2 separate regions of the Mus musculus genome follow, and region 2 is linked to region 1. The links are chromatin contacts, called in public HiChIP or PLAC-seq maps. All regions are on one chromosome and are shown on one strand. The core of a region is the stretch at or near the end of the contact, and the rest is flanking DNA. Distances in the headings are between cores, read along the strand shown. Region 1 has its middle 62 kb from the start of Gm37323. Region 2 has its middle 17 kb from the start of Mrpl15.

Region 1 (3,591 bases), core at 615-3,114:
AAACACTACAAATAGAGTAAAGCAAAATATAAACTTTAAAATAACATATCTATACATACATATATACACATATACATATATGTGTACATATATGTACATTATATGCACATATATACACATACATATATGATGTCCTAGGCAGGTGAATAGTGAAGAGACACTAACTGGCTGCTCTTGCTTCCTTTTTTGTTGTTGTTGTTGTTGTTGTTGCTTGTTATTGTTGTTTTTCAAGAGACAGTTTTTCTGTCTCTCAATTCTCACCTGCCACTGCCTCCAGAGCACTAGGACTAAAGGCATGTACCACCACCTGCTGGAATGAAAAGTGATCTCAACAAACAGGGTTCTTAACCCTTCCACCTTCCTCCAGGGAAGCCTGGCCCAGCCTTGCAGAACAGTCTCTGCCTGGAAGGCTGCCGGGAGTTTTCAAGGTCTGCACATCTTACACTAAATAGCCAGAGACCTGATGGCTCAAGTTCTCTAGCAATTTTTAGTCTGCACTACATGTTCAAAGCATGTCAGCTATTTCCTAAAACTAGCAGTTACTCACTTCACATGATAACAAAAATCTGAGCTAAAATATTGAATTATTTTTAATCCTTACAAGTCTTACTTGATGCCTACAGTGTTTCTGTTATATGAATTCTCTGAAGGGAGTGAAAGCCTGTTTGTTTTCTCCAGTGAGAAAACTGAGCTCAGGGAACCTTGTTCAGTAGGTGGGGTTACAGAAATAGGAAGCGCTCTACTCCCTCTTCAACATGGATTTAAAGTCCTACTTCAAAAATTAGAATTTTTTTTTTACATCAAAAGCCAAAAAGGAATACATTGATTTGTCAGACAGAAATGACCACAGAAGGAAATTTGAGACCATGGACTTTTGGGGTCAGAAAGTCCTGTGTTATCTGGGTGAGCTCTTGGAAGCCTGTGGTTTCTATGCATTGTCTTGGATGCATAGAAAAAGGAAAGAAGAAAAAAAGCAATGCTACCCTTTGTCAAAGAAACTGGGCCAAACCTAGAGATTTGGAGAAATCAATATACTTCAAAAGAATTGTTTCTAAGATAACACTATCCAACTTCAAAGAAGCAGTAGAAGACACTGATTTAGAATCCCCAAACTGCAAATGTGGTTTTCAGCCTAGGGGAGGAGGCAGCAGGTCACCCTGGCCAGGTGAGCGATGGAATGAAAGAATCTGGCTAACAGCCTGACTCACCGCTTCCTGGTTCCAGGAAAAAAAAATGGATTTTTGCAGCAAGCCATTCAGTTTGCTCAGTGATTCCAATACTGCTAGCAAGACCTTCCTAGGCAAGCTGTCTAACAGTGAGTTTCAAAGAATTAAGTAAACAGCACCAGAAAGGAAAAAAAGTACAAAGCAAAATTATTACTTCTTGGCCAGGGGGGGGAAAAATCCCACACCAAAAAGCAACTGACTGAATGGTCCACCCAGGGAGCACCCATGGGTATAGTACAATTGGTCATATGAAATACAAAATGAAACTAGGATTTCATATAGGGCTGAGTCCCAGGGTCTCTAATATCAGATTAAATGTCCTATTGCTCCTTGATAAGAAAGTCTTCACTTTAGAGTCTGATACACTGAAGGCCAGCCAAGTCCCTCAAAGCTCCTGCTGTTTTATCAGATCAGTTAGAATCCTTTTTTGATAAGATAAAGTACTCAGTATTTGCATGCTCCTACACAAATGCTGATATAATGGAAATTTTCCTTGTCTGTAGATTATAGCAAACAAACACATGCATGCAATGTGTGGTATCAGATTGGATTTTTGCAAGAAGGTAGTTGTAAATTTGGAAGCAATTGGCTGCCCTTTGACTAGTAGTACACAGTTAAAGCAACAGTTGACCAATGAAACAGTTGGCAGGATGTGTGCACACAATGATATCATTTTAGTAATAATAGTTACATCCTCATGTGGACACACAGAAAAATCATCACAAGAATATGCAAGATTGTGGCAGTCCCAGGAACAGGTGATGCCCTCACTGGTATTTCTGCTTTACTTTCTGATTCTCTACAGTGACCATGTGCAGTTTTCTGTATCTATAGCAAGTTACAGCTGACTGATCTAGCTGAAACCAGGCCACATTTTCCCCCTGAGGCTTTGAAGTTGAGACTTGTGAAACTACATTGGCTTCCTTCCAGGTTCAAAACTGTGACTTACTAACAGAAAACGCAACTTGGCTTCTGATAGCTGATGGATTGTCACCTCAAATTCATGGCCCTTGCCTCACCCCATGACAGCATAAAATGAATCTGACCCCAAGGGGACTGTGGAACACTGAGAACATTTTGGAAACATTCCCAGTTCTTGACACCACCCACATGAATACCTGGAAGCCCAGTGTTACTATAGTAACCCCCTAGGCCACAGCAAGCTAGCCCTGCAAACCTAACACATCCCACACTGGCATCTCATGCAACGAATTAAGGACCAAGAACAAAGCAGTGGTGACTGTCAGGTTTCCTAACCCTGAAGGTCAAAGACTAGGTTCCATGACAAGGGGACATGACTCCTACTGATTTATCTTTCCTCCATCCTGTAACTGGAAATCTCAAGAAGTTTGTTTCGTGACTATATATCAGTAATTTTGAGGTGGAGGTTTTTGTGGGGGCAAAATGTCCACAAATGTCCCTTCCACACCAAAGCAGACTTATAATCTTCAAATCCCAAAAGAAAGCAAGGAGAATGGTAAGGGCAGAGCCTGGGTTTACCAAGAATAAAGAGCGAGCAAAGTTCAAAGATTTGGGGAAAATCAAAACAGGCAACTACCCAATGGTATTAACTTAAATAAACCAAATGTGGGGTTAAAAAAGCTTGTGGATATTAAAGGTTACATCATCATCAGTCAACTTCAGCCTCCTGGGACAACGCACAATGTGAGTAAAACTGCCTTTCATCATAAATCGTTCTTACCCACCCCGAATCCCAGGGAGAACTGACAAACAGCCTGCCTGTGAGAGGAAAGGCAGATGACTCCTTCAACTTCGAGGTAGGAGCAAAACATTAACCCAGTGCAACCACAACAATCTAGGCAGGATGAAGGGCAGAGAAAGGAGGAGCTCTTCAAAGAGCCTGGAGAGTGGGTTTCACCAGATTTAATATTCTGATGTTTTAATAATATACAACATCTCACAAAGTGACTGGTGTAACTAGCTTTATAGGGGCTCTCTGGATCCATTTGAGAATAAATGCACAAATAAACAAAAGACACCATCACCCCCCCAAAAAATTATCTTGATTACAGGTACACTGTGTTTGTGGGTTCTCTGTTGCTATATTGCTTTTTATTCCTGAAAGTAATTAACCAGATGCATCAGGGTATTAATGTCTTAGGTCCTTGATTTGGGGTGGGGTCCTCTTTAAGTAACTAAATATCAGAGCTTTAAGGGATCTGAGCGTCTTCTTTCACAGAGGGTCCAATGAGGCCCTAGAAATCCCAGGAATTCTCCTGGGGGAGCTATGTCTACTTATTCTAGGAGGGGCAGTAATGACATACCAAAGGAATCGTTCTACCCAAGTCTACCTCGAGGAACCAATGGCTTATTGGACTTACTGGTAGACTTAAATGAAAACTGC
Region 2 (3,591 bases), core at 464-2,963, 97 kb after region 1:
GGTGGGAAAGAGTTCCTCCCCTGAACGGGAAGTAGAACAAAGAGCAGAACACGCTCTCCCCATCCTACACAAGGCAGCAGACGGCAGCAGCAGGCAGCAGCAGGCCACGCTACTGTTGAGAGCTGTCGCCAGACTGTAACCTTTACATACTGTTTTGGATGCCTTCTTGAATCCGATGTTTTTAACCCAAACACTGCGGTTCTCCTCACCTTCCATCCACATTTGATAAAGTTTGATATTTCTCTCACTTTTTTTCTTCTAGTTTTTGAAAGTAGAACATTTGTTTTGCAACAGATCAATGAAGTCCTCAGAACGAGCCTGGGCTACACAGCTGCTGTGGGAGCTGTTCCTTCTAGGAATCCACATCTGGATCTATAACAGTTTCCTTTTTGTTGTTGTTATTTTGTTTTGTTTTGTTTTTTCGAGACAGGGTTTCTCTGTATAGCCCTGGCTGTCCTGGAACTCACTCTGTAGACCAGGCTGGCCTCGAACTCAGAAATCCGCCTGCCTCTGCCTCACAAGTGCTGGGATTAAAGGCGTGCGCCACCACTGCCCGGCCTATAACAGTTTCTAAGTGCCTCTTTAGCCCAGCCCTGACAGCGCATCCTAGTTCTGCTTCCTCTGGTGCTCGTGCACACGGTCGCCATGCTTCCCACAAGTCCACTCCTGAAGATAGTAAGCCTTAAAACCACAAGATGTATCAACAGGCTGATCAGCTGGGTGGTAGAAATAAGGACATCTGTGCTTGACCCAAGTTCAGAAAACAGCCATTAAAACCTGGAGCGGCTGAGTATCTGCCATCTCATTTCTGCAAGCTTACAAGAGGGTGAGGAGCCAGGACATCTGTGCTTGGCCCGAGGCACAGGAGCAAGACTGGAGGTGCTTGCCACTGCTGCTGTCATGTTGTGGCTATTGCTGGGCGCTCCCTGTAGCTGTAGGCCTCAAGTCTCAATTTATAGATCTGTTTATTCTAAAGGAAAGAAGCAGGAAGTTCATTTTTATCAGTGACCTTGACTGGATGTCTTTGATGATGTTTAATAGGCTAAAGGTTCCGCAGTTTATTTATATCATTAAAAAATGATGCCATCTTTCTTGTATTTTTCACATCTCTTTAATGAGTGTGTTTCCTGAAGTCAGTCACACACACAGTTTAAAGCAAGTATTCTTCAGTACGACTTACTAATTCTTATTGTGGCTTCATCCTGACCGATGATATAAAGTGAGCGATATTATTTCCAAATATTTACCTGAACTTGTAATCTATTGTTTCTGGGCTTTTGTTTGTTTTGTGTTGTTTGTTTTAATTTTTTTTTTATTTTAATGGTGATATTTTAAAACCTTTTTCTCCATAATATTGTATAGAGCAGAATTTACATATTATATGTCACATTTTTAATCTTCTAATCTCCTTCTTTAAAAAGCAAAATGATTTGTCAATTTAAGAAGGTTATTTACAAAAAAAAAAAAAAATTACAGGCTGGGTGTGGTAGTATGCAACTTTGATCCCAGCAGTTAGGAGGCAGAGGCAGGCAGATTCCTGAGTTCAAGGCCAGCGTGGTCAACAGAGTGAGTTCCAAGACAGTCCTGTTACAATAAGAAATCTTGTCTCAAAAAACAAAAACAAAAACAAAAATTACAGCAGTGGAAACAGCCTAAGAAATTTTAGGAAACAGTGTCACCTAGTGGTCACACACGGCACTGCAGAAATGTTAACTTGATTTCGTGTCCCATTTCACTTACAAAGACCACGCTGACCCTGAAATTAGAGAACCAGTTGCCTGTGCTTCCCAAATGTTGTGATTAAAGGAGAGAGACACCATGCCAAGATTCCTGCCCTACTTTTGAAACAGCCTCTCAGGGCTGTTTTTACTCTCAGGTAAAATTTCTGAATTCTATTTTGCCTCTTAGTGGCTGGCATAAATCAAATTATAAAGACTCTTTTGGTCTGGAGAGTTCACTGAACTATCCAGAAATGAAAACAGCCAAGTGGGTGCTGCAGCTCACCTCCAGCTCTATTAGTTCCCAGGGAGACTCCAGTAGCCAGAGCATTATCTCCGCTGCAATTCGGCTACCTAAAGGAGGAAGGCTTTCTTCCCAGAATATCTCCCTTTAACTCTTTTTTAATGTGTTATTATGTGTGGCCATGATGTTGGAGAATTGCCTTGGTACACACGTGGAGGCCATGTGGAGTTGGCCTCTGCTTCCACCTTCGCCATGGGTTCCAGGAAGTGAACTCAGATCAATAGGCTTGCCTGGAAAAGAGCTTTAGGCACTGAGCCATGCCATCGACCCTGTATAGTTCAAGGATGAATGTCAACCAGGCTTAGTGACGCATGTTTGCAATCCTAGCCCTCTAGAAACAGAATCAAGTTCAAGTCTAACTTAGAGTATGTAGTATTTTTCTAAAAAAAAAAAAAAAAAATCCTGTGCTTAATGGCGATCCCTTTCACTAGCACATCGGTCCATATATCCCTTCTTCCGTGCTGGCCATCAACCATAAGAAGTACTGTTATCCACACAATTTTGCTGGCAAGATAACTGAAGCTCACAAGAATTCCTGGCTAACTTGGTTTATGCACCAAGGACCAAGCCCTTCAAAACTCCTTCCTTAATCCACTTTGCTCCCATGTTCAACACTGGCTTGTGACTGTACACTCTCAGCAACTTCACTCTGTGTATAATATACCAAAAAGTAAGAGCTTGTCAGCTGTGTATCCTTAACACAGTTAGGATACCATAATATCCCCCTAGGAAACTTGAGATCAACATCTGAAACAAAGTTTTGGGGGGATTGAAGAAATTCGGTGTGAAAGCAGCTGCTACAACTTGAGATTTGGCTGTCTTTCCTTCGGTTTTTTTTTGTTTTTTTGTTTTTTTGTTTTTTGTTTTTTTTGTTTGTTTGTTTGTTTTTTTTGTTTTTGTGGTCACCATCTATTACAGAACTTGGGTTTGTTCCACCAGACCTAGGTTCTAATCAATCCCTTTGAAACTTACTTCAGATTCTGTCCATTGTATTTCAGTGGTTTGGTTATCCTAGTGTCTGAACCTCTGAGGCAACTGCCTTTCTAATTTCAATGTGTCTAGCATTGTGCCTGTGTGTGTGCCCTTGAGAACTGTCGATTGTAGAAACTCATGAATACTTAATATTATTAATCAAACCTGGAATTTCCCAATGCTTGCATTTGGCCACCAGGGGGCAGTCTTGCCAATTTGAAATGCCGATTTCGTTTTTGGGAGACTCCAATTCTTCACCTTTGAGCATCTCAAACGTTACTTCTTTTAGAACTTTTCACTTGAAAGTATTTCAAAGGTAACTCCTGCTGGCCGCTTGCCAGAGTTTGTCTAAGCAGAAGGCAACGTTTCATTCTCAGTAGCTACTCCATGCAGGTAGCCACAAGCCCACCAACAAACGAGAGGAAAAGGAGACAGCCCACTCAAGAGCCCAGAAATTTGTGACAGTCAAGTTCTACAAAACTAGCACAGTGAGATTCCGACCCTGCCCAGAAAGGCTCAGAGTGTAACAGCTTGTCTCAGCAGTTGGCTCACAGGCCATGGCAAGGGAGGTTGGGGGCGAGGACAATGACACAAATG

The links. HiChIP or PLAC-seq counts read pairs in DNA pulled down with a chosen protein or histone mark.
Region 2: a contact with region 1 is called in an H3K27ac HiChIP or PLAC-seq map of extraembryonic endoderm stem cells. The contact joins two enhancer-like sites. A contact is called at or near these places in 20 of 484 Hi-C or Micro-C datasets (Sertoli cells, brain, embryonic stem cells and 6 more) and 6 of 115 datasets of contacts at active chromatin or transcription factors (cardiomyocytes, differentiating embryonic stem cells, embryonic midbrain and 3 more).

Annotation. Positions count from the first base shown.
Region 1 is chr1:4,669,592-4,673,182 of GRCm38.p6, forward strand. No RefSeq gene overlaps it. Among named protein-coding and RNA genes, the nearest start is that of Gm37323, 62 kb to the left of the region's middle. Within about 2 kb of position 1,865, at least 27 of the 459 cell types and tissues checked have an H3K27ac peak or open chromatin away from gene starts, as enhancers often do. A contact at or near this core is called in extraembryonic endoderm stem cells and liver, where this site is marked.
Region 2 is chr1:4,766,873-4,770,463 of GRCm38.p6, forward strand. No RefSeq gene overlaps it. Among named protein-coding and RNA genes, the nearest start is that of Mrpl15, 17 kb to the right of the region's middle. Within about 2 kb of position 1,714, at least 10 of the 459 cell types and tissues checked have an H3K27ac peak or open chromatin away from gene starts, as enhancers often do. A contact at or near this core is called in extraembryonic endoderm stem cells and liver, where this site is marked.